4 separate regions of the Mus musculus genome follow, and all the other regions are linked to region 1. A link is a contact called in public HiChIP or PLAC-seq data. All regions are on one chromosome and are shown on one strand. The core of a region is the stretch at or near the end of the contact, and the rest is flanking DNA. Distances in the headings are between cores, read along the strand shown. Region 1 holds the start of Erc1 (ELKS/RAB6-interacting/CAST family member 1). Region 2 has its middle 24 kb from the start of B4galnt3. Region 3 overlaps Ninj2 (ninjurin 2). Region 4 overlaps Wnt5b (wingless-type MMTV integration site family, member 5B).

Region 1 (7,669 bases), core at 275-2,774:
GATAGCCAGGGCTACACTGAGAAATCAGGTCTCGGAAAACAACAAAACCAAAGAAAAAGGGGGGGGGGGGGAGACAACAGTAAGTACACCTGAAAATAAAAAAATAAAATCGATCTTCAAGAAAGCCAGATCATGTCTAATCTCACACTTGGAAGGCTGAGACAGAAGAAGAATCGGAAAAATAGGGACATCCAGATAACTCAACAGAAAAAAGTGCTTATGTCACAAGTCTAATAACCAAAGTTTGATCCCAGCCATCCACAGTGGGAGAACCAAGTCCCAAAAGCTTTGACCTTTGACCTCAAAGAGGGAGGGAGTAATCTATCGTGTGTATGCCAGGCACACACACATAATGATTAAATAAACGCAAAATGTATCAAGGTCTATTGAAAAACAAGATGTAAGAGACAGTTGCACTTTAAACGCTTAAGCAATTTCATACAGTCATCTCCAACAGAACTGTTCACAGTTCGCTCAAAGCAATCAGCCACAACCACCTGCAACTATTACTCTGAGTCCAGGGCCTTTTCTTAACGGGTCAACTCAAAAATGAAAAATGGTACAAAGAGATCAAGCACAGGAGAGGGGGTTGAGGGGGGCAAGGAAAAGAAAAGGCTGATAGCACTTTTGAGGGGCTAAGAGTAATGAGACTCACTCCTTCATGGTTGGTTGCTATAGAATGAAGTTGTCTAAACACCAACATCTTCCTTCTTGTGTGTAAAAACCTCACTCACTCGCGCTCCCAATTTACCAACCCCAAGTCAACGCAAAGGGATTCTCTTCCCTCAGCGAATTCTACTCATCTGACCAAGAAAAGAACCAAAACCCTAGAGTGGCAATGTGAGATCTGCTGCAGTAGCCCCTCCAGCTACCTCCAAGGCGACATCCATGCCTCATTTTCCATCTGAAATACAACCTTTCCTCTTCTATCTAACCAGGTTCAAAATAATAAGATCATCTTAAACATTTTACATCCGATCCACCTTGGCCGCACCCCAACTCCAGGGCTCCCCAATAGCCCCACATCATGCCTCCCACCCTCGGCTCTCGGTGGGCCAGAAGCCCCCCACCTCCCACCTCCAGCAGCGATCCTTACCGCCAGCGCCTTCGCTCCCGCCCAATCCGGGAGCTCCGCAGGGCGCGGCCGCCGGTGGGCTCGGGTGCGCTGGGGCGGGGTCCGCCCTCCCGACCTCCCCATCCTCCTCCCCACCCCCGGCCCAAAAAGGAGGGGGAGGGGTCCCCAAGCCTCACCTACAGCTCCGCCCCTCCCCAGGGGCGCTCTGCCCTGCCCAGCCAGGGCCGGGAGCGCCGAGCCGGGTAGGAAACGACAAATGCCTCGGCGCCTGCGACCTCTGGGCAGATCGAGGTTCCGCCTGACGAGCGAGCCGCTGCCGACGCGGCCGCCTTACTCTCCTCAGGGCCGCCGCTGCTGCTGCGGTTGCTGCTACTGCTTCCCGGACAGCCTGCCGCCGACACTACCACAGCCGCCGCCGCCGCCGCCACCGCCACAGCACGACCGGCGCCCGCGACGTCACCACGCCCCGCCCCCCGCGCACACCTAGCCCCACCCCCTGTCGCCCGCGCGGCGCCCTCGCCCCGCCTCCCGCTCTCCCGGGCCGCTGGGCTTTCCCTCGTCCCACTGGGAAGCGCCCCGCTACGCCGCTCCACGGGACCGCGCGCCAGGATCGACAAGTGCGGCGCTCCGAGGCCGCGAAGGTAACTGGGTGCCGAGGCAGGGTTGCGCCACACGTAGCGCCGCCCCTCACACACACACCCACACCCACACCCACGGCCGAGCGTCCACCGGGAGCCCGGGCCGCGATATTGAGCGAGGAAGGTGCGGACGAGGAGGGGCGGCGTTTGTCTCCTCCTGCTTGCCGTAGGACGTGGACTGCTGGAAGCCCCAGGAGTGGAGTGGCCTTTCCCAAACCTGGAGTCGCCCCGCCCCTTCCTTGGCAAGCCCGTTACCCGAACCCTGGGACGGCCGCCACCTTAGGAAATAAATAGCTCAGGGCTTGTCATTAGAGCCACGGCTGCCTGGACACCCTTTGTCCAAGAGAAGTTAGCTTCTCTCACCCTTGGCTTTTGCGCTGTGAGGCTGTGGAAGGCAATAATACTCTTGAGTCATCTGGGCTGTCCAAGCGGTCATGGCAAAAGACCCTCGCCTCAGTAGGTGGCTTTTTTTGCAAGGATCATTCCAGGGAGGAAGAGTGTGGGCGGAACCTGATGTCCACATGCAGTGTACTGTGCCAAATGCTTCACCGCGTTACCTTTTTTATTTAGCCCTCACACCAAGCAAGGCGAACTACAAAGCAGCTGCTACCTTATTTTAGACAGCCCAGTTTTCTGCTGCTGAATTTCAACCTTTGCCTTTTGTCAAGAGCAAGCCAAAAAAAAAAAAAAAAAAAAAATACGGAGGTGGGGGCAACACATAGTTACTAATCTTAAAAATGTAGATAAGCTATCTCTAAGCCGAAAATCCAAGGGTGGTGTGAATTACACTCATCCCCATACTCACAGCGCTTATTAAGCTAATTTGAAATGCCTTTGAGATGAGAGGAGCTAAGACTCACCGGTTTACTCATCCCTAACCTCCCACCATCATAATTAACCGGCTTACACTCTTCCTAATCCCATTAACATCTTCCCCCATCCTGTAGTATTCACGTTCATCCACCAAACTATATTTTGTCCTTTCCAGATTCTCTAATTGTTCCCTTCCAAAATGCACTTGGGTCATTACAGCTCCTTGGGCACACTAAACTGATTCCCCTTCAGTACATCTAACATATGACAGCCAATTGTTAGAGAGTGTGCAGCTAAACGGGACTATTCAGCAGCCAGAAAAGAATCTTCAAAGATTTCGTTTCTGGGGCTGGGAAGATGACTTAGTGGATACGAGCATTTGCTCTACAAGCAGGAGAACCTAAGTTTGAATCCCCAGCACCCACATAAAACCCAGGCATGGCTTCAAGTATCTGTAACACCAGCACTGCAGAAGGAGGACAGATTGATCCCAAAAGATGAGCTTCTGATGCAGTGAAAGACCCTGTCTCAAGGCAACAAGGCAGAGGGCAATAGAGGAAGACACCTGATGTCATACTCTGGTTCCTTACACACACACACAGAGAGAGAGAGAGAGAGAGAGAGAGAGAGAGAGAGAGAGAGAGAGAGAGAGAGAAATTGAGAAATTGAGATTTCATTTCTTAGATATCTAGGTACTCACCCATTCAAGCCATTCTTTATGGGCTGTTTTTCCAGATACTTCTCTGTATAATAAGTAAAGAGGCGCTTGCCTTGCTATAGGTGTATGTGTCTCTGTTGGGGGTTTTGTTTATCTGTTCGATGCATGGTCCAGGATGTCCTGGAATTCACAACAGTAGCTGGTCCAGTCTCCCTAATGATGAGATTGCAAGCAAGTGACACTACACCTGGCACTCCCCGGGGGATTTGTATGTGCTTGGCACCTGGTCCCCTTCCTCTTCTCCAGTTTCTCTCTTTTGGGATGAAAATATCTGTCCTGTGTATGTCCCAGCTTTGTATCCTGGAAGTGTGTAACTGGTCTGCTTCTTAGCTAGAGAGGATTTTGCCTCAGGATGACCCATCTCCAGTATCACTCATATATAGTTTAGATAATATAAAGACAGAATGTCTTTTATCTGAAATGCTGGGACCATTCTGTTTTTCAATTTGGGGGTGGGAGAAGATAAAAGGATACACTTAAGGAGGTATCGAGGACAGAACCCAATTCAAAACACAAAGTTAATTTATTTCATGTATATCTTTATCAGCAAATATATCCTGAAAGGCACTTAATGCAAGTTTTTTTGGTTGTTGGTTTGATTTGGATTTGGTTTTTCAAGACAGGGTTTCTCTGTGTAGACCTGGCTATCCTGGAACTCACTGTTGTAGACTGGGCTAGCCCTGAACCCAGAGATCAGTCTGACTCTGCCTCCCAAGTGCTAGGATTAAAGGCATGCACTGCTACCACCTGGCTCATGCAGTAGTTTTAGTTTGTTCATAAAGCAGGAGTTTATAATGTGAAAATTTCCACTGGTGTACCATACTGGTGGTCAGGATTTTTCAGCTTTTGAAACATTCCACATTTTTTATTAAGAATATTTAACCTCAGCCGGGTGGTGGTGGCACACACCTTTAATCCCAGCACTTGGGAGGCAGAGACAGGGAGATTTCTGAGTTCGAGGCCAGCCTGGTCTACAAAGTGAGTTCCAGGACAGCCAGGGCTATACAGAGAAACCCTGTCTTGAACCTACCCCCCCCTCAAATAAATAAATAAATAAATTTAACCTCGCTTTGTTTTGTTTGTTTTTAATTTGGGGAAATGTTTATTAGGTGCCCCCCATGGGAACCTCACTGTATTACCTAGACTGGTCTTGAACCAGGCTCAAATGATACCCTATAAACCCTCAACCTCCTACATGCTGGCACTACAGACTTGTGACACCACACCCCATTTAACCTGTATTTAGTTAGATAAGATTTTGAATTTAGAGTTCATGTGGATGTAAATGGTCTCTTGGAATAAATAGAATGCATTTTTAAGTTGAGGCGGACATAAATCCGATGGCCTGGAGAACAGAGTTATATGGATTGAATTAAGTTTTTGAAATTGTAATCCTCAAAGATGCCATCTTCAGTCTGTGGTATGGCAGCACTAACCAACTAATAGAGACCCTAACAAAGAAGTTGAAAAGCCTGAATATAATGGCTCATATTTATAGCTCCAGCACTCTGATGGCCAAAATGTGAGCATGAAATCACCCTGCACTATGTAGTCTGCAAATAAAATAAAAAGAGGCTGAGAAGTACCTAAAGACGTGTGAAAGGGGAGCATGGACTTGAGAAAACAATCTGTAAGTCAGATCTCTTCCATATCTAGAACTCAATAGTACAAAGACAATCCACATTGTAAAATGAGAAAAGAATATGAATCACTATTTCTTCAAAGATATCCAGATAGCCAAAAGAACTTGAGAAGTTGCTCATTACATTAGTCAGAATTAATTATAGGCCAGCCAGAGCTATAGAGAAAAACACTGTCTCGGCACTTAGGAGGCTGATGTGGCAAGATTACCATGAGTTTGAAGCCAGCTCAGGGTACAGAGTGAGACTCAGTTTCCAAAACAAAAGAGAATGTAGCTCAGTGGCAGTGTTAATCCCAAAAATGAGAGGAGAAAGGCCACTGACCCAAATCACCATGGCCAAATTAATTAAAGGAAGCTTTTTTATTTGTGTACAGGGGATGCCCAGGCACGGTTTAAGAGGTCAGCATTGGATGTGAAGAAACAAGGCTTTTTATAGCTTAGGAGGAAGAGGTTTCCAAAGTAGACAGGGCTACAGGAGCAGAGCATCATAACAAGTTAGTCTTTTTTTTTTTTTTAAAGGGTTTTTTTTTAACATTTATTTATTTGTTTGTTTGTTTGTTTATTACATGTAAGTACACTGTAGCTGTCTTCAGACACTTCAGAAGAGGGAGTCAGATATCGTTACGGGTGGTTGTGAGCCACCATGTGGTTGCTGGGATTTGAACTTCGAACCTTCGGAAGAGCAGTCGGGTGCTCTTACCCACTGAACCATCTTACCAGCCCCCACAAGTTAGTCTTAAAGACCTTCTGAAACAGATATGGTTGGAAGGTGGGCATAACAAGGTAGTCATAACAACAGGTCGTCAGAACAAGGTTGTCATAGGTGGCCATATAACCTTTTGAAACAAAGGTAGGGTTGCAAGATGGTTAGAAACAAAGACAAGGAGCAGAACCATCTGTAGTTAAGGTTACAGGTGGGACATAGCCCAGTCCTTGAGAAACAAGTTTAATCATAAACAAGAGAGAACCGAGTTTGTCTTTTACTATAAGATGGCTTTTAAACCTAAATTGGAAAAAGGCTGGTTCTTAAGCAGGAAGCCCTAGGTTCAATACCCAGTACTGAAAGCAAAAATAAGAACAACAAACTTTCTAAATAGCTATGCACACCACTAATGCATATCTAAGTTCTCTTGTGAGAACTTAGTATAGCCCTTTCTTCTTTGTAGGTAAGTTGAAAATAGAGCTTTCATTGTGTGTGACCATACATAGAATTAAAATTAAGACTGATAGCCAAGCCCATAGTGGCACACACTTCTTGTACCTGTACTTAGGAGAAACAGACAAGAATCTGGAGTTAAACAATACAAGAGCTACCAAAAAAAAAAAAAAAAAAAAAAATACCATTTAAAAACAAAAACAAAACAAAAAAACATGGTTCTGTAATCCCAGTACTCACAGGGGTAAGGAGAAGTGTCCAGAGTGTGAGACCAACTTGAGCTAGACTCTGTCTAAAGAAAAAAAAAAAAAAAAAAAGAAGGAAGGAATGAAGAAAGGAAGGAAGGGAAAGGAAAGAAAGAGAGAGAGAAAGAAAGAAAGAGGGAGAAAAAGAAAGAAACCAAATTAAGATGGTCTGTTACCGAAATAGATAGAAAACTGATTATGAGAGAGAAACTCAGGCTGGAGAGATGGCTCATCGATTAAGAGCACCTACTGCTCTTCCGGAGATCTTGAGTTCAATTCCCAGCAACCACATGGTGGCTCACAACCATCTGTAATGGGATCCCATGCCCTCTTCTAGTGTGTCTGAAGACAGCTACAGCATATTCATCATATATAGATAACAAATAAATAAAAATTTAAGCTGTATAATCCGGACACTTTGGATTCTCCCTTCTCCTCATCTCTCTCTGCGTGCACGTGCCCCCTTCTCTTTTTCTGTCCCTGCCCTATCCCCCTTTCCCCATAGCAACTTCCCTGGCCTCAGTTGGGGCCCATAAACTCATCCATCCACCAGAAAGCAGCTTCCCTATAAACCTGCCTTTATACAAAAAATAAAAAATAATTTTAAAAGAGAGAGAGAGAAACTCAGATGTTTGCCAGAATTGCTGAAGTCTGGACTAGAGAAATGCTTCGGTGTGAAAGGTGCTTATTCCCACTGTAACTCAAGTTCCAGAGGACTTGATGTCCTCACACAGGCATGTGAGGTGAAACACCAATGCACATAAAATAAAATAAATTATTTTTTTAAAAATTACCTAATCTTTAAAACTCAAGTCACGTTAGATACATCAAAGAACAAGTGGTGTGGAGGGTTCAGCTAAAGAAACTATCTAAAATGGTGAACAAAAATAAAACGAGAAAAAGGAGTTTAAAGACACACAGGAACTAGGTGTGGTGGTGAAATCTGTGCTTCCAGCTACTGTGGATCCTGAGACAGGAGACAAGATCAGCTTGGCTAACCCGGGCAATTTAGTGAAACCCTTTCTTAAAATAAAAAGTAAAAATTAGGCTGGAAATTTAGCAAGTGGTAGGATGGTAGGATGCTTGCCTCACATGCATGGGAACCCAGACTCTCTCTCTCTCTCTCTCTCTCTCTCTCTCTCTCTCTCTCTCTCTCTCTCTCTCTCTCTCTCTGTGTGTGTGTGTGTGTGTGTGTGTGTGTGTGTGTGTGTGTGTGTGTGTGTACATATATTTGTTGTCATTCTTTGGGTTGCTTTAAATGCCATAGACTCTTGGATGCCTAAAATAATTGAAATTTACTGCTTCACAGCTCGGGTAGAGGAAATAGCTCAATGGTAGGACTCATTGATTGATTAGCATACCTAAACCCTGGGTTTAGCCCC
Region 2 (6,829 bases), core at 1,546-4,045, 470 kb after region 1:
GGGTAGTGGTCTGTCCAAGGGAGTCAGGACTGTGCCCAGGTGCAGCAAGCTTGGGGTTTTAGAAAAGGGAACCTTGAGGTGGAAGATTACAGATTCAGAGCTTTCCTATGCAGCCTAAAAGTTGTAAGTACCAGTGGGAGGTTGATATGTTGACCTTTCCTCCATCTTAACATCCTGAAGATGCTGAAGTTCTCAGGTCATAAGCTCTTCATCTCCTTTCTGCTTTCCACTTTTTTTTCTTTCTTTCTCTTTAAGGTTTATTTATTCATGTATATGAGTACACTGTCACTGTCTTCAGACACACCAGAAGAGGGCATCAGATCTTAGTACAGATGGTTGTGAGCCACCATGTGGTTGCTGGGAATTGAACTCAGGACCTCTGGAAGAGCAGGCAATGCTCTTAACCACTGAGCCATCGCCCCTGCTTTCCACTTTTATTGTGGCCTTTTAAATTGGCTTATTGAGCTTGGAGAACAGGTTATGATCTCCAAGTTCAGTAACTTCAGGATTAAAGGTGTGTATGAAAGACCCACAACGTGAGGACTCCCCCACGTTCTGACTCAGGAGAGGCGACACCCCAAAATCACCAACGAGAAACGGTCTTGCTGCAAATTGCAAGAGGATTTTTATTCAAGAGTGCTCTCAGGCCCACGGTCATACACCACGCAGGGGTAGAGGACCGTGGCGCCCCGAGTAGCTGAGTAAGGGGGAATTTAAAGGAAGGAACCACAACTCAAGGAGGTGGGAAGGGCGTTGTTGGAAAATACCAAAAATACCAGTTAAGAGTCACAAGGAAGTACAAAGTCACAAGTGTCAGGTTATCTCTCAAGACAGTTTCTAAGAGCCCCTAACAATCTAAGAGCCCCTAGCAATAGCACCTTTGCATAGTGGGTTCCAGCAATGGTCAGGGTGGGTCAGGGTGACTTTCTTTGAATGAACACTCTTTGAACCCAGGAAGCGGGTGGGTGGAGGAAGGAATGTCGCTATCTGTTTTATGATTAGCATACCTTGGAGCACTGAGTTTACTACTCTTTCATGTACCGTCACAACATTGAGATCTCTCTCCTCAGTGACTCTGGAGGAGCCATCTTAGTGAGACTGGCTGGTTTGCAAACCCCTGGGGATTCATTTCTCTCTGCTCTGCCTGGATCTAGGTCACAGATTGTTTTCCACCAAGCTTGGCTTTCACCTGTTGCTAGGGATCTGAACATGGGCCCTCATTCTTAGACTGTGGACACTTTACCAAGTGAGCTATCTTTCCCAGGCCACAGATTATAAATGCAATCTAGTTTTAGTATGCCCTACCACAGTAACTTAAAAAGAAAATGGTGTTTTTCTAAGGCTTCTAAAATGTTCTATTGGCATATATTAACTTTACACTGTACACATTCACATTATGTAGTTGGGTCATTTTCACTCTTCGTTACCCTTGTGTTGGGGTCTTTCCATGCCTTCTTCTTCCCAATTCACTTCCCTTCTACTTTCACATTGTGTGTGTGTGTGTGTGTGTGTGTGTGTGTGTAAAGTTCATCTGAGTTGTCTACTGAAGCACAGATGAGAGTTTGTTTATAGGATGGGTATCTTATCAGTGGGAACTGGAAGAAAAAAATCTCAACTCAAAACAAAAGATCTTTTATTTCCTTGGTTAGGTTTATTCCAATTTGTTTTGTTTTTCTGATGACTGTATATTTTGTGCACATATGTTTAGAATTGTAACGTCCTTTTGATAGATTTTTTCTTTTTCTTTTTCTTTTTCTTTTTTTCGAGACAGGGTTTCTTTGTGTAGCCCTGGCTGTCCTGGAATTCACTTTGTAGACCAGGCTGGCCTCGAACTCAGAAATCTGCCTGCCTCTGCCTCCTGAGTGCTGGGATTAAAGGCACGCGCCACCACCACCCGGCTGCTTTAGAGTTTTGGGGGTTTGGTTTGTCAGCTAGTAGATTAGGGAATGCTGCTTATTTCCTAGTTTGATTTGCTTGAAACACCTTTTCCAGCCTCTTAGTGTGAGACGGTGTCTGCCTTTCATGGTGAAATGTGTTTGTGCCTCTTGGAAGCAGCAAAAGAACAGGTTCTGCTTTACATCTGGTTGGTGTCCTGTGATTGGAAATCATTAGTATTCAGAAGTATTATTGGAAGGTGTATATTGCTTACTATAATTTGGTAGTGTTTGGTGTTTCCCAAATTCATATTTGTTTAGCTATCATTTGTGGAGAGCTGTACCTCGAGCAATCGCTGTGGAGAGCCGTGCGTGCTGCGAGCAATCGCCATTATAAGATGGCGCTGGCCTCCGCTGTGCCTAACTAGTAAACAAGCCTTGTACGCAGGTGCAAGAGTGGACTCAGGCCTCGTCACTGCCCATCTTGGGGCGTAGTAATGGGATGATGGGCGAGCAACGAATCAGGAGCTGTCACGCCACATCAGGTGCTGAAACGTCACACTGCAGGCTATATAAGCAGCGCCATTTTCTGGGTTCGGGGTCTTCCTGAGAAGTAAGCAATAAAGCTTTTGCCACAGAAGATTCCGGTTGTCCTGAGTGTGTTCTTGCCGGCAGGGACAAAAGCTCGGGCAATAATCATTGTATTATCTAAAGCCTCTTAGTTGTGTTAATCATTTACTTCAGGCCAACCCTTTCAGTATCCACTACAGATCTGGTTTAGTGGCCATCAATCCCTTACTCTGCTTTTATTATAGGATGCTCTTTTTCCATCAACTACAACAGCTAGTTTTCCTGGGTAGACTTATTAAGTTTAAACCAGGCCCCTAAGGTGGCAGTGCTGGTGACAATGTCCTAAACAGAAGGACTCTGACCGGGTAAACAGAAGGATCGTATTGGGTAAACAGAAGCCTAAACTCAGCATTCCTCACGAATCTTGCAAGGAAGGTTTCTGTTTGCCAGGAAAACCACTACCTCCTTTATCTAGGCCCAACTACCTTAATTAATCCTAACAGCCTGCGTCAGCTCAAGGACCCACACCCTCTACCATATAAAATCTGCCTGCCTTCCTGCTAAGCTGCTGTCCTCTATTCTTGGAGACAGATTGGCAGTTTGCTCCCCCGATAAACTTTTCTATCTGGGCGTTGCATGGCCCAGTGCAGGGGTTTCGCTGAATCCTCCCTTACAATACTAATATGGGTGGGCAATTATCGTCCTAACAAACCTGAAATGCAGCCAGGCCATGGTGGTACATGCCTTTAATCCCAACACTCAGGAGGCAGAGGCAGGTGGATGTTTCACGATAGCCAGGGACACACAAAGAAGCCCTGTCTTGAAAAACAAAAATATTTAAAAAAAAAAAACCCTAAAATATATATTTTCTGTGTTCTGACTTTTATTTCATGCTGAGAAATGGGCTTTTATTTGGGTAGGGTGGCTTGCAGGAGTCAGTCCTCTCCTTTATTTACCATGTAGCTCCCAAGATAAGTTCCGGCCGTCGTGCTTGGCAGCAGGCACCCGACTGCGTCATCTCACTTGCCCTATTTATCATTGCTGTGTGCGTATGATGGGGACGGGCACATGCCACAAAACACACGTGGAGTCAGAGGACAACCCTCAGGAATGGGCTCTAGAGACTGAACTCAGGTTGTCAGCTTTCCACAGCAAGTCCTTCTACCTGCTGAGCCCCCTGACACTGCTTACTCAGTGTCGATTTCCAGCATTCGTACAGTATGGGTTTTGTTCAGTGTGTCTAGTTCTCTATTTAATCGCATTTGTACATTCCTACATTGATTCATTTTGTTTAGAGGTTTGTATTTTCTAAAATATTTTGGAATTCATTCAAGTTTATTTATACTCTCATTTCTTAGTATATATACATATATATATATATATACACACAAACACATATATATGTATATATATGTGTGTGTGTGTATGTGTGTGTATACATATATATATTCATATATATATTCTCTCTCTCTCTTTCTACACACACACTCTCTCTCTCTCTTTCTACACACACACACACACACACACACACACACACACACACACACAGAGACAAGATTTCTCTGACCCAGAGTTCTGTGGCTCAGGCTGGCCTTGAACCCATAGAAATCAATCCACCTGCCTCTGCCTCCCAAGTGCTGGGACTAAAGGCGTGTGCCACCACTGCTCAGCTTCTTTGAATGTATTTATAATCATTCTTCTGAATTCTTTGTCTGGAATTTCCCTATCAGTCATTCTCACTGGGGGCCATTACTCTGGGGTTGGTAGATTTTAGAGAGGAACATCCTGGATTTTCATGTTACTCGTGTTTCTGTGTAGGGACTTAAACATCAAGAGTTCATTTTTGTCCTTGGTCCTATGAAGGCTCAATAGATGCCTCAGTGTAGGGGAATCAAGGGTGGTGAGGTGGAAGAGGGTAGTGGGTGGAGGAACACCCTTATAGAAGCAGGGGGAGGGAGGATGGAATAGGGGGTTTTGGGGTGAGGGAGAACGGGGAAAGTGAGTAACATTTGAAATGTAAATAAAGAAAATATCCAATAAAAAAGAGTTAATCTTCTGGCTGACTCGAGATCATCTCCTTTCAGAGTTAGTGTTTGTAATGTTCAGGAATGGATATGTTAAAGCAGGGTTGAAGTGCTGTTTTCCCCTGATAGACTGGTTTCCTGACAACAGCTCTGTGGATCCTCAGCCCTCCCCTGCCAATAGAATGAATCACTATTGAGGGTGGAGCTACTATGGAAATAGAGAGTTAGCGCAGCAAGAGTCCTTTAGGCACTAATGCTTGCAAGGAGCAGAGACAGCCATAGCACTGAACACACTAATCAGTTCTCCTGGGGATTCTCAGTTCCTTTCTGCTGCTGCTATGATACAACACTAACAAAAGCAACCTAGCAGACAAAAGATTTATTTTAGGGTACAACTCCAGGTAACACTCCAGGTTCTTCACTGAGGGAAATCAAGGTAGGAACTTGAAGGCAGGCCTACTTGCTATTCCATATTGTATATAGCATTATTTCCAGCCAAGGAATTCATTCAACAGTCAAAGAAGTGTGGCCAGAACCACGCAAGAGATGGCTTGCAGCAGGGCATGGTGGCGCATGCCTTTAATCCCAGCACGAGGGAGGCAGAGGCAGGCAGATTTCTGAGTTCGAGGCCAGCCTGGTCTACAAAGTGAGTTCCAGGACAGCCAGGGCTATACAGAGAAAACCTGTCTCGAAAAACAAAAACAAAAAAAGAGATGGCTTGCAGGTTCATAGGTGGACTAACTTTTTTATATAGTTTAGGACCAACTTAGGATGGTACCACCCACAGTGGGCTGGGTCTGCCCACATCAGCTAACAGTCTACACAACCCCCACCCCTACGCCACCAGCCATGGCCAAAAGTCAATATGACCTAGCCAATTCTTCATTTGTAACTCTCCTCTCAAAAGAATCTAGTCTAGTGGTTCTATACCTGTAGATTGAAACCCCTACACGGGGTCGCATATCGGCTATCCTGCATATCAGGATACATTTACATTACAATTCATAAAAGTACCAAACTTACAGTTATGAAGTAGCAACGGAGTCATTTTATCATTGGGGGTCACCTCAACATGAGGAACTTTATTAAAAGGATGCAGATTGGGAAGGCTGAGAACCACTGCTCTGGGCTGTGACAGGTCAACCGTTAAAGCTAACCAAGACAGGGACTGTAGAGATAAGTCAGCTGTTAAGAACACTTGCTGCTCAACCAGGAGGACCAGAGTTCAGATCCCAGGACCCATGTCACACAGCTCACAAATGCCTGTAACTCCAGTTCCAAGGGATCTGACATCCTCTTCTGGCCTCTACAGTTCCATACATACACACATGCACATAAAACTCACACAACCACAGACACACAAAGAAAGAAATAGGATCTCACTATGTATCCTTGGCTGGCCTAGAACTCATAATGTTGACCAGGCTAGCCTCAAACTCAGCCACCTGTTTCTCTGGAGTGTTGGATTAATGGCATGCACCACTACATCAATCCCTTGAGTAATCTTACAAACAAACAAACAAACTTAACCAGGATAGCGGGTGTGGATGGAAAGAGAAAAGAAACAGAAGAAACAAAGTAAGACTAGTAATCAGAGTTGGGATCTTTGGAAGTAGAAGAGGGAAGTATAAGTAGAAGTGGGGAACTTTAGGGACACAAAAAAAAAAAGCTGGGGGAGGATTGAGGGAATCTTGCTTAAGGTAGCCTGAAGCGGCAGGTAAAGCGTCCCATCACACAGGCGGATGTCTGAGTTCCTGGTCTACAGAGTGAGTTCCAGGACAGCCAGGGCTACACAGAGAAACCCTGTCTCGAAAACAACAACAAAACAAAGCAAAAGTCCAAGCCAGCCTGCTAAAATTGCGTTGGGTAGTAGTCAAAAGAGGGAGAGAGGTGGGTGGAAATACAGAAAGCAAAATACTCGTGGCAGGAAATATGGAGTCAAAGTGAGGCGTGGAGACTGAAGGAAAGGCCATCCAGAGACTGTCCCCCTGGGGATCCATCCCATATACAGGCACCAAACCCAGACACTATTGCTGATGCCAAGAAGTGCCTGATACAGCTGTCTCCTGAGAGCCTCTGCCAGAGCCTGACAAGTACAGAGGTGGATGCTCGAAGCCAACCATTAGACTGAGCAAGGGGACCCCAATGGAGGAGTTAGAGAAAGGACTGAAGGAGCTGAAGTGGTTTGTAACTCCCCAAGAACAACAACAATATTAACCAACCAGACCCGCCAGAGCTTCCAGGGACTAAATCACCAACCAAGGAGTACACATGGAGGGACCCATGGCTCCAGCCACATATGTAGCAGAGGATGGCCTTGTTGGGCATCAATTGGAGGAGAGGCCCTTGATTCTGTGAAGG
Region 3 (7,495 bases), core at 4,914-7,413, 310 kb after region 1:
CCTCCTGGGTCCCTGCAGTGGGCAAAAGGCAAGCCATGGAGGCTGTGTGCAGTAGCTCTCCACTCAAGGCTTCCTGGGAACCACGTGTGTTTACCTTTTACTTCCCTGGAGGCCAAGAGCCACTTTTTCTTTGCAAAGCGAGACAGAAAGTCTGGTGTGAGAGACGGCTGAGCTCCCAGTCTCACAGCGCAATCTCTCAGAAGCTCCAGACTTTGCCACTGTGACTGGGCAGCCCCTGGGGCACAGTGCTGTACAGCAGCCCACACTGCGGACTGATATCATCACGTTACCTCTCAGAACCTCCGGGTCTTCATCGAGGAAACAGACAGACTCTGCATCAACTCCCATCAACTCTCTTCTTGCTCTAGCCTACCATAACATAACCCAAGCCTCTCTGTGGGTCCAGAACAACGGGCCTCCTTCTCAGTACTCCCAGCCCCAGTGCGGGTCAGGATTGACCCCTAGCGTTATCCACCCAGGATTTCTTGTAGGACCAGACAAGCCTACTGACAGAACAAATTGCTACTTCATAACTGTGATTTTGCTACAGTAATGAATTGTAGTGTAAATATCTGACATGCAGGCTATCTGATGTGTGACCCCTGTGGGGTTGAGAACGTCTGCTCTAGAGGTTTGGAACCAAGAGTTTAGAGGTCGTTTGCAAGGTGACATTGCATTCCTCCCCACAAACACAGTCTGGGGAGGAGGGGCTGTGAGGAGAGGAAAGGGGAGATCCCAGATGGCTGATTCTTCCTTCTGATAACCGACCACGGCACTTCAGCCCAGCCCATTTCTGAGAGCTTTGGGGAACAGGGAGAGTTGTCAGGGATGCAAGCTTAGGCTACAGGCACTAAGGTTCTCAGCTTCCTTCACAAAGCCCCAGACCCTAACTTGGGGACCGGAAGGATACAAATGTGGTTCACTGTGGGAGAGAGCAGGAGTGGGCTGCAGGCCACAGCCGCAGGCCTCAGCCGCAGGTCACAGCCATACTGTCACATCCTGCTGCAGAGGTTCCTTGCCACAGGAGGAGAATGAGATTCTTCTGGAAAAGACGGGAAGTGGTGCCTAAGGTAGACTCCCTTGTCACGCGGAATTGAAGGGAGAAAAGTAGAACTACGCGTAGGTAGATTCATCAAGACCTTTGTCCCACAGCCTGCTTCTGCCCTCAGAGGTCAGTCAGTGAGGTCCGGCCCTGCCTCTGTGACTTCACGTACAGTCTCCAGGCCCTGCTGAGAGTGCTGCTGCTCTGAGGCTCTGCTGGAGGCACGAGAAGCATCCAAGAAGGCTCTCTACCCTGGATCCACAGGGCGATGACAGGCCCAGGGTGACAGCTCTCACTTTGTCCACACTTAACCAAGCCAACACTTAAAACAAATCATTACATTCAATCTCCACCTCTCTGTGAGATAAAGAGCCCTGCTGGACTCCATTTCACAGGGCCTCAAGGTCAAGGTCACAGGCTGGCCTAAGGCTGATCCGGTGGTCACTTTTTAGGGAGCTGACCTCAGAGCCTGCACTCCTGGCCAGAGCCCAGCACACCCTTCACATGGGAGCTGGATATGGACATGAACCAGAGTGACAGGACCTTTGGGGCCACCAAGACCTTCAGAAACCAAGTAACTGTTGATCTTGGGGGGGGCGCCCTTTCCTGGGAAGCAGGGTCATGACCCCACTGCCCAGTGCTACTTGCTCAACGTCGCTGACTAAATGAGGAAGGCTAAGGTGAGGAAATCAGGACCTCCTGAGGAAAGAGCAGAGGGGACAGAAAACCTGCTGAGGCAGAGCAGAAGCTGCCCACAAGGACACCCCGTGAGCCCTGTTGAGCTCGAGGCTGGGTGACTCTTCAGTGCACAATTGTCCACGAATGCCCAGCAAATGATGAAAAAAAAAAAAAAAATAGCATCGAGCCCAATGGGTTTTTATCTCCAGGATCCCAGGACCTCCAGCTCTCCTCCTCCCCCAACCCTGAGTTATAAACCTAGGTAAGAAAAGAACAAGCTGTGCTCTGGCCAGGACACGCTGCTCACTGGCTTCTGTAAAGACAAATGAAGCGGCTTCGGAACGGTACAGACAGGTAGACAGATAGCAGAAGGACGTTCTCAGCACACTGATGCTTCAGCTATGAGGAAAGAGACCTAGCAAGTCTCTGTCAAGGACAAGGTGCTGGGGACGCTACGGAATTATGTTCACCAGTTTTCTGTCACTGTGATAAAATAGCCAAGTTAATCAGTTTGTAAGAAAGAAAGGATGGGCCTAGAGAGCTGGCTCAGCCATTAAGAGCGCTTTCTGTTTTTTACTGACCCAGGTTCAGTTCCTAGCACCCACACGGTGGCTCTGAATCATCTGTAACTCTAGTTCCAGGGCATCTAGTAACCTCTTCTGGCCTTTGCAGCCACCAGACCTGCCTGCGGTGCACATAGATACATGCAGACAAAACATTCATACTCATAAATTAAAATAAACAAATCCTTTAAAATAAGAAAGAAAATATTATTTTGGCTCATGGTTTTTTATGATTTATTTTATTTTAATTTTTAAATGAGATGTGTGTGTCTTCAAGGGAGTGTGTGCCTATGAACGCAGGTGCTGGCAGAGACAAGAAGAAAACATTGGGTCCCCTGAGGTTAGAGTCACAGGCCTTCGTGAGCCACCCAGTGTGGGGGGCTGGGAACTGAACTCAAGTCGTCTGCAAGAGCAGTTGGTGGTTCCAACTGCGGAGCCATCTCTCCAGTCTCTGGGCAAATGGTTTCAAAGGCTGCTTGGCCTTGCTGCTTTGGCCTTGTGGCAACTCAGAGCATTATGGTAGGAGAATGTGAAGGAGAAGTCTGCTTGTCCCATGGCAGGCAGGAAGCAACCATAGAAGGGCAAAGGGGTGGGGCCCTAACATCCTCAAGAGTATGACCTAATGACCTAATGTCCTATTTAAAGCTGCACTGCCTCCCAATAGTGCCTTAAACTAAGGACCAAATCTTTAAAGATAGCCCTCTACAGGACATTTAAGATGCAAACTAAAGCAGTCTTTTTTTTTTTTTTTTTTTTTTAAACTCGTGTTTTCCTTCTGATATATTCTTAGTTCAAGCTAGGCATCATTACAGCAACCTTGCTGAGGTTAGGGGACTTGGGAAGAGAATAGTTCTTCTAATGAAATGGAGCAGTTTGGACTTTGCAAGTGTCACAGCACCTAGGGACTTCTCACCCCTTATCTGCCTTCCTAGGCATTCGGCACCACAATTACTTCACTTCAAAGGCAGTGCAGAAGGGTATCCCAGTCCCGATTTCCAGCCTTCAATGTCCTCGAAATAATCCTTAAACTTCCGAAGACCCCCACCAAATTGACTCACTTCCTCCCTTTCTCTTTTTCTTTTTCCACAGGGTCTCATATAAGCCTAGGCTGGCCTAGAATTCTCTTCCTAGTGGAATGAATCAAGAACTAGAAAGTGAGGGTTGGTGAGATGGCTCAGTGGGTAAGAGCACTGACTATTCTTCCAAAGGTCTTGAGTTCAAATCCCAGCAACCACATGGTGTCTCACAACCACCCATAATGAGATCTGACGCCCTCTTCTGGTGTGTCTGAAGACAACTGAGTGTACTTATGTATAATGATAAATTAAAAAAAAAGAACTAGAAAGTAGGTGAATTTAGCCTCTGGGGCCTGAGGAAGGCTGGGCAGGTAAACTGGGCTTTGAAAGCTAAACAGACTAAGGAGAGAAAATAATGAAAATTCTTCCCTAGTCCTGAATACTTTTAAAAAACTCTGTCTCCTCTTGGTGCGTGTCACCTGCTCCTGTTTATATCCTTCGCCCGCCCCCACCTCGATCTAACAACCCAGAGGCTCTGATTCGCCTCCTTAGTGGGGCCTGCAGCTCCCATTGTGGAGGGAGGAATGAACACTTTGGTTATTTTCAGATTCATGATGACGTCAGAAGTGGCCTTCCCCCACGCCCTGCCTTCATCCGTTCCCTCCAACCGCTCGCCCCTGGTTCTTCACTAAGACATCCCCACATGGCCGGGCGTGGTGGCGCACGCCTTTAATCCCAGCACTTGGGAGGCAGAGGCAGGTGGATTTCTGAGTTCGAGGCCAGCCTGGTCTACAAAGTGAGTTCCAGGACAGCCAGGGCTATACAGAGAAACCCTGTCTCGAAAAACCAAAAAAAAAAAAAAAAAAAAAAAAAAAGACATCCCCACATGACCTCTGCAGGCGATGGATGTCTGCGGAGCTGAAGGTCCGGAGCCAGCATTTTCAGTCTCCCAGGAGCCTCCCTAAGCCTCGCAGCTTCCCTGTCTTGCATGACAGCTGTTTGTTTTTTGTGGAGAGCTGACAGTGCATGCTACCTGCCACCCAGCGTGTGGAGACACGGTCCTGCCCTCGGGCCTCTGGGAACCTGAGCTAGACAGACAGCTCCAGATACAAACACAGCTCAAAACCGGGCCAGCTGAGGCCTGAGCTGAGAGCCCTTTATTTCTATATATATGTTAAAAAAAAAAAAAAAAAAAAAAAAAAAAAAAAAACCAAATAAGCTAACCAGATGACTTCTGTGGACAAAGTGGCAGGTGGGGTGGGGGAGACACAGGGGGAGCGACATGACAGGAACATCTTTGTTTCGGATTAGAAGGATGTTTAGTGCAGGCACCACAGGGTTTCTGGTAATGGAAGATGGTGATGTGGCCATAGGCAAGGAGGAATTGGGAACAGAGGACAGACCTAACAGGAGTCAATGGGAGGAAGGGGCCACCTGCTGGGCCTCCCATGGATGCCCCCCTCCCACACATCACCTCTCTGCCCACCAGACTGCCCTTTGGGTCTCAGCCCCAACACTGGCAGTTCAGATCAAACCCTCCTGACCAGGTGCCCGTGGAGAGGGCAGTGGAAGAAGGCAGGGATGGTCAGGATAGATCTTAGGAGACAAGAGTGTGCTGTGGAAGATGCCCACTCTCCAGCCAGGCCAGCCTGGGCTCTTCCTTAGCTCTGCTCTTCCCAGAGGTTCTCACATTCCTGCCCAGGAAAAAAAGATCTTGTGGTTTAACTACACCCAAAAGAATGCCACACACAATGCCTGCCATGTGATAAAGGCACAGACATCACTTTTTGTGTAGGAAAATTTAAAAAGCTATTTATTTTTTTAATGTATAAATTAGGACTAGATAATAAATTCCAGAAACAGGGTAAGTTTGTGTTCTTCACAGGTGACACAGGAATGACAGGTTTGACATGTGTGTTACAAGGAGTTGGCTCATGAGCAGGGGGCAGATTCCTTGGTGTCTTAGATTATGGCCCTAAACAGACCGGCCTGGGACAGGAAGAGAGGAGAGAGTCTAGGGTCTGCCACTTGAACTGCATGCCTTTGGACAAGTCACTAACCTTTCTAGGTACACTTTACCCCTAATTCTATGGTTCCACAGGGCCTACTTGGCATCTCCTGGAAACAGAAGACAGTTATTGTTCGATAATTGGGGGAAGCTATTTGAGATACAGGAAGAATATGGACAGAGAAATACTTCAGAAAGTGTGGTCAGAGTTACTTAAGCTAAGTGATTTCATTTTATTTTTTAGGATTTATTTATTATTATACATAAATACACTATAGCTGACTTCAGATGCACCAGAAGAGGGCATCAGATCTCATTACAGGTGGTTGTCAGCCACCGTGTGGTTGCTGAGATTTGAACTCAGGACCTTCGGAAGAGCAGTCAGTGCTCTTACCTGCTGAGCCATCTCTTCAGCCCATGTAGAAGGCATCTTAAGAAAGGCCTCTGATGTGGTGCCATCTACTTGTGATCCCAGCACAAGGTAGCTCTCTGGTGAGTTCAAGGCCAGCCTGGTCTACTGAGTGAGTTCAAAACAAACAGGGCTATGCATAACACCCTGTCTTAAAAAAGAAGTGGGGGTAAACAAAGGATAGGTGCCTCTTCCCCTATCTAATTTAGAGTTTAGGGGAAAATAAAAGGAAGTTCTTGGGCCAGACTACAGAAGTAAACTTGATAGCACAGAGCTCTTTAAAGAACAGATTGTCTGTGCTGTGGTTCCTCTGGTCATGGCCCAGTTCTGTTAAACAGAAGTCCGTGTGTCATTTCCCCCACATCCACACTCACATGTGTATCCTAGCAACCCCGCCTGCAGCTGTGCTGAGCACAGATGTTCAGGCAGCTAATCCACCAGCAAAGCTGGGTTGCCCAGCAGGTGCTTTCCCACTGAGCTGTGTTCTTAGCACAGTGCCTGCTGTATGCAGTGGTGGGCCCATAGAGGTCAAAGGAGCACCCAACAAAAGGCTATGCTGCAGAAACGTGGTAGTACAGGCCTGTAATCTCAGCATTCAGGAGGTCTAGGCAGGAGGATTGCAAGTTTCAGGCCAGCCTGGATTGTATAGTAAGACCATGGCTTAGATAGATAGATAGATAGATAGATAGATGGATGGATGGATGGATGGATGGATGGATGGATGGATAGATAGATAGATAGATAGATAGATAGATAGATAGATAGATAGATAGATAGGTGAATGGATGGATGGATGGATGGATGGATGGATAGATGGATAGATAGATAGATAGATAGATAGATAGATAGATATTGTTATTGCTTAATAACAACCAGAAAATAGGACAGTGTGTGCTCTGACCCCTTCCTATGAGCAAGAAGAGTCACTTTATCTCCAGTCAAGGACTTCCTCTTCTCCAGTAATTACATGGTGGGGCAAAAGCTTTAGTTCCGAGTCAGCAGATGGGGGATGAGTCATGATGTCTATGGTAGCTGGCTTGGCTTATGTGCCAGGTGGGGCTTTAGGCAAAAGAGCAGAGCTTCCAACGGGCCCAGCTGCATTCACCTGATGGAGCTGATCCTGTGTTTTGGGGAGTTCAGCTCTAAACATCTGCCCACCCTTGTCAGATAGGGAAAATAGACACACAGGATGAGGAGTGTCAGCGGCTAGAGACGGAAAGAAGTCAAAGAGGACTGTAGCCGATAGCCACAGTGATATTAGGATGAAGGGATAGAGACGGGGACAGAAAGAGTCCTGCACTAGGAGTCAACCGGGGCTCATACGCTGACTAATGCTGGTGGCATAACCTTCATGCTCATCCATCATTTTCTTCATTAAAAAAAAAAAAGGAGAAGTTTAAAGGAATCAGAGTGTGAGAGCACATGCTTGAGAGTTCCAGTGCTTGGGAGACTGAGGCAGGAGGATTGTTGTGAGTTTCAAGCTAGCCTGGGCTCAACTTATAAAGAAAATAAAAGGGAAGGCAAGGGGGGAGGGGTAAAGAAGGGAAGGGAAGAGAAGGAAGGGAAGAGGAGGAAAAAAGGGAAGGAGGGAGGGGGAAGGACAGGAAGAGGGAGGAGGAAGGGGAAAGGGAGGGGAAGGGAAGGGAGGGAGAAGGGAAGGAAGGGTGGATACCATACTCAATGAAAGAGGACTTACAAAAGCAGAGGCAGCTCGTGTGCATCTCTGTGGCCTCTGGTTCATGATCTAGGGCTTTCTTTGCACAAATGGTACCTCTTTGG
Region 4 (7,076 bases), core at 1,750-4,249, 400 kb before region 1:
TAAGAGAGAAAGGTGGCCGGAGCAGGATTCAGAGTTGGGACAGGCCTGTTCCCCAGTCCTTTTGGTTTTCTTGCTTGAGGTCTGAGTTGGGGCGGGGCACCAACAGGCAGGTGTGTGGAGCCGACAGGGAGCAGATCAAAGAGAGACTTACTCCTTTGCTTTTGTCATGTAGAACCAGCTCGGAAATGACCCGGCCTCTAATTCGGGCCACTAACAACTCCAACTTTCCTAACTGACTTCACTGCCTCATCTGAGAGATGTCCCTTTCCCTCCCACCCCCCACCCCCATAAATCCTCCTCCGCCCCAGGACCGGAGGTCTGTGAACTCAGAACTTAGAGAGATGGGGCGAGATAGGGCTGGCTCCAGAAGCTAATGGCTTTATGGAGGGGAGGGTCCAGGTCTGGGATACAGAGGATACACAAGAGAAAAACTTCAAAGGGGTTCCTTATCCAAACATCCCCAGCTTCTCCTCCCAGTCCTTCTTGGGGACCATTCAACCTTCTCAACCTGGCCAAACCACCACAGACTAGCAAACTCTATACTCCTCCCCAGCACCCTGCCCCTTGGGGCAGTACATAATCCCAAGACCAAGTAGCCCAGGTTTCTCCCAATGGGTCATGAGCCTCCTCATACCAGGTTCCCCATCTTACACCCTCTAGCAAGTTCCTAGGAAATCTCTCTGCAGGTCCTAAGTCTAAGCAAGGCTAAACTGGGTGACAGTGAGGCCATCGGTTCAGAGACAGGCAGCCAATGCCTGCTAACATCGCTGTGTTTGCCTTCGCCAGAGGCTGATAGGCTGTCTAGGACCAGATTTCACAGAGGCTGCAAATTCCACACCTACCTGTCTCAGAAACGCAAAGGGAAACTGCACCGGGCCCCAGCAGCTCTTCACCACCCTGTGTGCCACCAAGTTCCCAGCCTACTACAAGTGGAAATTTAAAGATTGCCCTAAACCCAACCAACCAATCAAACAGAGACCCAAACAAAAAAGTCTCTAGTATGTATGTTGTTCCCACTGTCTGTCAGATGGGAGGTGCATGAAATAAGGCACACAGCAGTATCCTCAGGAGCTCTGTCCTGGCCAGCAGTGGTCCAAGGACTGACGCTGGGCAGTCATCTTCTCTTCTGACATGCTTGCAGGGTGTGTCGATGGACAGTGTGGCGCTAACGGAGATGTTTTAGTCCCGCTGCGTAAAATATCTCACATCCACCCTAAGAGACAGGACACAGATGTGGCCAGAGTCCAGGGAGCAACTGCTGCCAGTTTGTATTTTAATAACAAATTTCTACTCGCTGCTAACTTAAGCCAATCACCCTAGGGTGTTCCACACCTTTCAAGACCACAGAGCTACTCAGCATAGGCAAACCAAGCCAGAGCTCTAGCACATAGCTAGCTAGTCCACTGGCTTTTACTCTGGTACTCATGTGTGTGGATCACTGAAAGAAACACTGTAACAACTCATATTGAAACATTGTTGATGACTGTGGCTACACAGGCCTGTGATTGCACTAAGTACCACCTGCCTGTATACACTTTAGATGAATGGACTACACAGGACAGGGGTTATATCTAAACCAAGCTGTGCTCACAGGGATGAAGCTGTTCCCTCCCCTGTAGCTACTGATGCACCAGGAAGTAAGTCAATAGCGGCTGTAGAGCAGAGCCTGCATTTGATCTCCGAATCTTACCACGCCCCCATCCATGAGTTCCCAGCCAAATATAAATAAATATGAATAAATACGCAAATAGGTTAGCAGCCCAGGGTCAGCCTCCTGCCACTGACAGGAGCTGGGCAGGCCAGCTGAGACCTGCGGTTGCAATGAAGTATTGTGTAGGAATAGATATGAACAAGCCACAGATGCATGTAACCACGCTCAAATCTTACCAACAGACCACAGAAAAGCAAGTCACAGCGAACTTAAGTGTAAGCCATACAGAAAAACAAGAAGCTGGTTATCACCGATACCGTGTGTGGGGGTGGGGTGGAGGGGTGGGGGTGTCCTCTCCAGGATGGGACAGGGGACCATGATGAGGAAGAGACCTGGAATTTCTGAGTGCCATGCTGGATAAAGTCACTTCACTATGCCATATATTTGGCTATGCATATATTATGTCCACATGGTGGCTCTGTGCCATTTCCCATGTTCCTGAGTTGTACGTTACACAACAAAAATGTTCAAAAATGAGAAAAAAAAAAGTCCTATTAGTGTGCCTGGTGGAGCTCTGTGAATTTTCTCAGTCTCATAGGGCAGACAAACATCCTTTTCCCTCTGTCTTTTCTCCTTACAAAAAGAATATTCAAGCTCAAAAGGAAATATTAAACAAATGTTTATTAATTTAGAGACAGCCCCATGGCATAGCTATTGGAGGGTGGGGCAAGACAGGGAGCAAACCGGCACACAGACCCCAGCATCCTCTCCACGAACCAGCCTGTTTCCACACCAGGCAGTATGGCTTCCTCATGCCTTGGAAAAAACAGGCTTTGGGCACGCTACTTTCTGTGTCACTTCCATCTTATTTTATTTTTTTGCCGGTGGTCACTCTTTAGTTCATAGATACCTTTCTTCTTTAAACAGGCTTTTTTTTTTTTTTAATTTTAATAGTAAGAGAAGATTAATGCAGCAATGTAAGGAAGACTTTATCAGAAAACCCCAGTCTCTCGAAGGAATCCCCGGATGCTCATCTTCGGTTCAGCTCAATTAACACAGGCTTTCTCTGCCAGCCTTAATTATTTCTCCCAAGGGTCTCTGCTTCTACCCTGCCCCCCATTCCTCCTTCCCGCTTTGCTCAGCGGATCCTCTTAGCCCTTAAGGCACAGCATTCCTTTGTGTGATCTACTTCCTCGACAGTGGGTAGAGACGAAAATTTAAAAAGAAAAGAACCTCCGAGGTGGAGTGGGAAGAGGAGTTACCAGCCCCACCACCTTTTGCAGCGGCCTCTGGAGAACTCAAATGTGTCTCGAGAAGCAGTGCCCTGGGGGTGGGGCGGGAGAGAGGGTGACAGAAGGGAGGAGATTTAAATTCTGGCACTTGCTAGAGATGTTAAAGTAGAAATGCATTTGGCATTCCCGGGGAGGAGCCGGCGGGGGAGGGGGTGTCGGGAAAGCAGGAAGGAGAGGCGCCCAATTGCAGTGCTGGAGGTGGACCCAGAGCTCCATGTACCCAGAAATAGAGAATCCCAGACCACCAGCTTCCAGCGCCACAGAAAAATAAGTGAAGCGCTCCCATTTGCACCAACACAGTGAGAATAAATGCCCCAAAGAAGCCCCCAGACTCCAGGCTGTCCCTCGCTGCTGTGGCCCTGGAAGCGGCAGGTCCTCTTACTTGGAAAAAGCACCGTTTTTCTCCCCAGTTGTCAAGCAAAAGTCCATGCAAGTTTTACTCTGTGCAGAAGATAAAGGATTTTCATCCATTTAAATGATGAATTACAGTCATTTAAAAATGGATGGCCCCTAAGTGAGCGTGGCTTAGGAAATTATTCCCAGGAACCCAGAAGCCAAAGCTTGGAGGGTTGTGGGAAAGGTGTTTAGATGCTTTCATCTTGCAAAATGACTTAGTTGGTCTGCTGTGGAGTTGGGGGGGGGGTGCGGCTATGGGCTGCTTCCATAATCTGCAAACTCCCCAGTTTACAGGGAGGGGAGGGTGTGCAGCGCACACACTGGATCCTCACCGAGGACCATTGGCAGCTTGTCTATACCAGCTCACTGACACAGAAATGCTCCTTGTGCTACCAACTCAACATACTGCTGATTTTGCAAACAGGAGCATAGTTGAATGGGACTTGGAGAAGGGCCAGTGAGATAGCTCGGCAGGTAAAGGGGTCTCACGTGCGGCCCAACGACTTGATCCTCAGGACCCACACTGTGGAGAGAACACACTCTTAGAAGTTATGCTCTGGCCGGGCGGTGGTGGCGCACGCCTTTAATCCCAGCACTTGGGAGGCAGAGACAGGCGGATTTCTGAGTTCGAGACCAGCCAGGTCTACAAAGTGAGTTCCAGGACAGCCAAGACTATACAGAGAAACCCTGTCTTGAAAAAACAAAAACAAAAAAAAAAGAAGTTATGCTCTGACCACCACGTCTCTCCCTCTCTCTCTCCTGCTTGACTCATTGATAGTTTTTGCAGCATGAATATAGGCTCTGCTGGAACACAGACTCCCAAGGCTTTTGACTTTTCCTCTCTGTTCTCTCATATATAGTGTGTGTTGTTATATGTATTATAGCTATAGTGATCATTTTACTAAATTCACATTTCTGGCTATATGCAGTTTTTGGAAAGACGTTACTCTGTTTTCCAAACAACTATATAGAGTATATGTGTTTGTGTGTATCTGTGTGTGATTATGTCTGTGTCTGTCTGTGTGTATGCTGTTATGTGTGTATCTCTGTGTTTTGAGTCACAGCGTGTCATGGTGTGTGTCTGCTGGTGTTTGTGTGTATTTCTGTGTGCCTCTGTCTGTGTGTGTGTTTCTGTGTGTATATGCCAGTGTTTGTATATATAGCTGTGTGTGTGAGTCTCATTGTGTGTGTCAGTGTATGTATCTGTTGGTGTTTTTATGTCTGTGTGAGTGTTTATGTGTGTCTGTGTATGTCTCTATGTGTGAGTCTCATTGTGTGTCAGTGTATCTGTTGGTGTTTTTATGTGTGTTTGTGTGAGTGTTTATGTGTGTCTATGTATGTCTCTATGTGTATGTCTTTGTGTGTACGTATTTGTTCGTGTCTATGTGTGTCTCTGTGTCTATGTATTTGTGTATCTATGTGCCTGTGTGTCTGTGTACCTGTATGTGTGTGTGTCTGTGTGAGTTACAAAATGGTAAGCCACCATTTCGGTGCTGGGAATCAACCTCAGGTCCTCTACAAGAGCAGCAAGTACTCTTTATTATTATTATTTTATTTATTTATTTATTTTTGTTTGTTTGTTTGAGACAAGGTTTCTCTGTGCAGCCCTGGCTGTCCTGGAACTCACTCTGTAGACCAGGCTGGCCTCGAACTCAGAAATCCACCTGCCTCTGCCTCCCAAGTGCTGGGATTAAAGGCGTGCGCCACCACGCCTGGCCTCACTGAATCATCTCTCCAGTCCTTTGGATGGTGCTTGTAACAGCAACAGGTAGCAAACTAGAATGGGGTACAATGTCAAAATCTAGGGAAAAATAGAACTTATGTGCTCTTGGTGCAACAGAACCTTCACACTGGAGCCAATTCTTGGAGCCTTGAGGACCCACCAAAAAGTCCTGGCTTTGTTCTGTGGCTTACAGGAGTAGTTCCAGGTACCACACAGATGGAAGCACTATCAGATCTGTATTTAGGAAACATAACTATTTAATGACAATAATGGCTGATGGAGCTTAGGGGGTGAAAGGCTAGGGGCTGGGCTCCCAGCAGAGGGGCCAGAAACCATGGAAACCTGATAAGGTGCTAAAGGAGAGCAAGGGTCACAGTCACGTGAGAGGAAAAGGGATGGAGTTAGTACTGAGAACCAGCCCCCAGCACAGGACTGGATTGTCTACCCATGTAGGCTCTCCCTTGGTCACCACTGAAGGGGAATAGGGCACAAGACTGGGATAGGATTCAGTGGCCCAGCTCTTACCAAGCATTTGCAAGGACTCGGGTTCTATCCCAGCACTGCAGAGAGACAGGGAGAGAGAAACAATTGTCTCCATCCACACATAGCCTTGGGAAGAGCCCAACCACACACACACACACACACACACACACACACACACACACACACACACACACAGAGGGAGAGAGAGAGAGAGCTTAAAGTTCATGTACCATTTAAATGAACAAAAATGGGGCCAGCAAAATGGCTGAGTGGCGCTTGCCACACTAGCCTGGCAACTTGAATTCCATCCTGGGGCCCATGGGACGATGGAAGGAGAGACCCAACTCTATACACACTTGTCCTCTGGCCACACAGCACGCAGTGGTACATTCAATTATGTGTGTACACCGTGCACACACACAGATGGCAGATGTCACATCCAGCACAGCTCCAGGGACTGACATAACTGGAGAGATGAGGGAATGAAGGAAGAAAGGGTCCTGGGACACACAGAAAAGCTGGGGTCGGGTGGACTGGAAGCCCTGGTGGAGAAGCCTCGGCACCCAGAAGCTTGCTGTGTCTATTATATACAGTTAAACAGGGAGGCGGATTTATAGCATGCAGTGAGCAGTCTCTGTCGGGGAGTAGTTCCCAGTAGTCATGTGAGGACACGACTACAGTGAACATTTTCTGCACACACTGCCAACATTCACACCTAGACCAGAGGAAGGCTTTGCCATCCATCCCTCTGATCTTTGCCAGTCAAGTGGGGCTGAGGCATTGGTCCTTGACATGGCAGTGCCTGTGTCGACAGCCCACATTTATTCAGGATTTCACTCACTCAGGGCTTCCTGTGTTTCCCACAAACAAATGATGATATAATAATAGTAATAGTAATAATAATAATAATAATAATAAACAAACCAACCCACAGACAAATGCCATACCACTAGCCTAAGAAAGGGTGTTGTATGCGGACAAGAGCAGGTGGATGAGCAGTGACGTAACCTATGCTTCTAGATTTGCACACATTTATCCAAGAAATCGTTCCATTCTCTTGGGATGTGTCTTCCTGTTCAGACCCTTGGTGGAGAGCTCTAGAGTTAGTTACCCAACTGGCACACAGTGTGTCTGTATCGCCTGTTGCTGGGATATCTCAACTACTGAGATCTCGTGAGATTCTGTAGCTTCCAGGATTCACCTACGAAGCCCTCCAATGAGCAGCCCCCAAGCTCATTCCTTCTGTGATTACGATGAGCACAATAGCCACGATCATTAGGACATGGTCCCTGTGTGAAAGGCCTCTCTTCTCCAGCCTGGGACACTGGTGAGAGGCGATGGAACCTTTTTCAGGCGAGTTCAAGAGAAGGCAATTGGGTCCCTGCAGTTGTACCCTTGAAGGGGATAAGGAGACCTTGGGTCTTCCCAGTCTGTCTCCTTAACATTTCGGCCCTAGAGTGAAGAGCTTCCTCTACCACAGGTCCCCACCATGATGATCTTGCCTCACCACAGTCCCAAAAGCAACACAGCC

Evidence for each region. HiChIP or PLAC-seq counts read pairs in DNA pulled down with a chosen protein or histone mark.
Region 2: a contact with region 1 is called in an H3K27ac HiChIP or PLAC-seq map of extraembryonic endoderm stem cells. The contact joins the enhancer-like site here to the promoter of Erc1 in region 1. A contact is called at or near these places in 7 of 39 promoter capture datasets (the 3T3-L1 cell line, the C10 cell line, fetal liver and 3 more), 2 of 484 Hi-C or Micro-C datasets (bone marrow-derived macrophages and embryonic stem cells), 20 of 115 datasets of contacts at active chromatin or transcription factors (the 230-238 cell line, cardiomyocytes, embryonic limb bud and 12 more) and 1 of 9 other capture datasets (embryonic stem cells).
Region 3: an H3K4me3 HiChIP or PLAC-seq map of bone marrow-derived macrophages shows a contact between it and region 1, with 2.4 times the contacts expected there. The contact joins the enhancer-like site here to the promoter of Erc1 in region 1. A contact is called at or near these places in 1 of 39 promoter capture datasets (pre-B cells), 4 of 115 datasets of contacts at active chromatin or transcription factors (bone marrow-derived macrophages, embryonic stem cells and pancreatic cancer cells) and 1 of 9 other capture datasets (liver).
Region 4: a contact with region 1 is called in an H3K4me3 HiChIP or PLAC-seq map of craniofacial prominence, with 4 times the contacts expected there. The contact joins the enhancer-like site here to the promoter of Erc1 in region 1. A contact is called at or near these places in 2 of 39 promoter capture datasets (both in liver), 1 of 15 datasets of contacts at CTCF or cohesin (large pre-B cells), 1 of 484 Hi-C or Micro-C datasets (the N1E-115 cell line) and 11 of 115 datasets of contacts at active chromatin or transcription factors (the 230-238 cell line, the SCID.adh cell line, bone marrow-derived macrophages and 7 more).

The regions. Positions count from the first base shown.
Region 1 is chr6:119,846,626-119,854,294 of GRCm38.p6, forward strand. Erc1 (ELKS/RAB6-interacting/CAST family member 1) reads right to left here and starts at 1,525. Exons shown (of 21, transcript NM_053204.2): 1 at 1,252-1,525. 3110021A11Rik (RIKEN cDNA 3110021A11 gene) reads left to right here and starts at 1,568. Exons shown (of 1, transcript NR_030776.1): 1 at 1,568-2,404.
Region 2 is chr6:120,315,881-120,322,709 of GRCm38.p6, forward strand. No RefSeq gene overlaps it. Among named protein-coding and RNA genes, the nearest start is that of B4galnt3, 24 kb to the left of the region's middle. Within about 2 kb of position 2,796, at least 16 of the 459 cell types and tissues checked have an H3K27ac peak or open chromatin away from gene starts, as enhancers often do. A contact at or near this core is called in extraembryonic endoderm stem cells, liver and pancreatic cancer cells, where this site is marked.
Region 3 is chr6:120,148,973-120,156,467 of GRCm38.p6, forward strand. The region is part of intron 1 of Ninj2 (ninjurin 2); the gene reads left to right. Among named protein-coding and RNA genes, the nearest start is that of Gm25327, 9.0 kb to the left of the region's middle. Within about 2 kb of position 6,164, at least 120 of the 459 cell types and tissues checked have an H3K27ac peak or open chromatin away from gene starts, as enhancers often do. A contact at or near this core is called in bone marrow-derived macrophages, liver and pancreatic cancer cells, where this site is marked.
Region 4 is chr6:119,449,317-119,456,392 of GRCm38.p6, forward strand. The region is part of intron 1 of Wnt5b (wingless-type MMTV integration site family, member 5B); the gene reads right to left. Among named protein-coding and RNA genes, the nearest start is that of Gm40397, 14 kb to the right of the region's middle. Within about 2 kb of position 3,000, at least 99 of the 459 cell types and tissues checked have an H3K27ac peak or open chromatin away from gene starts, as enhancers often do. A contact at or near this core is called in the N1E-115 cell line, craniofacial prominence, embryonic forebrain and 2 more, where this site is marked.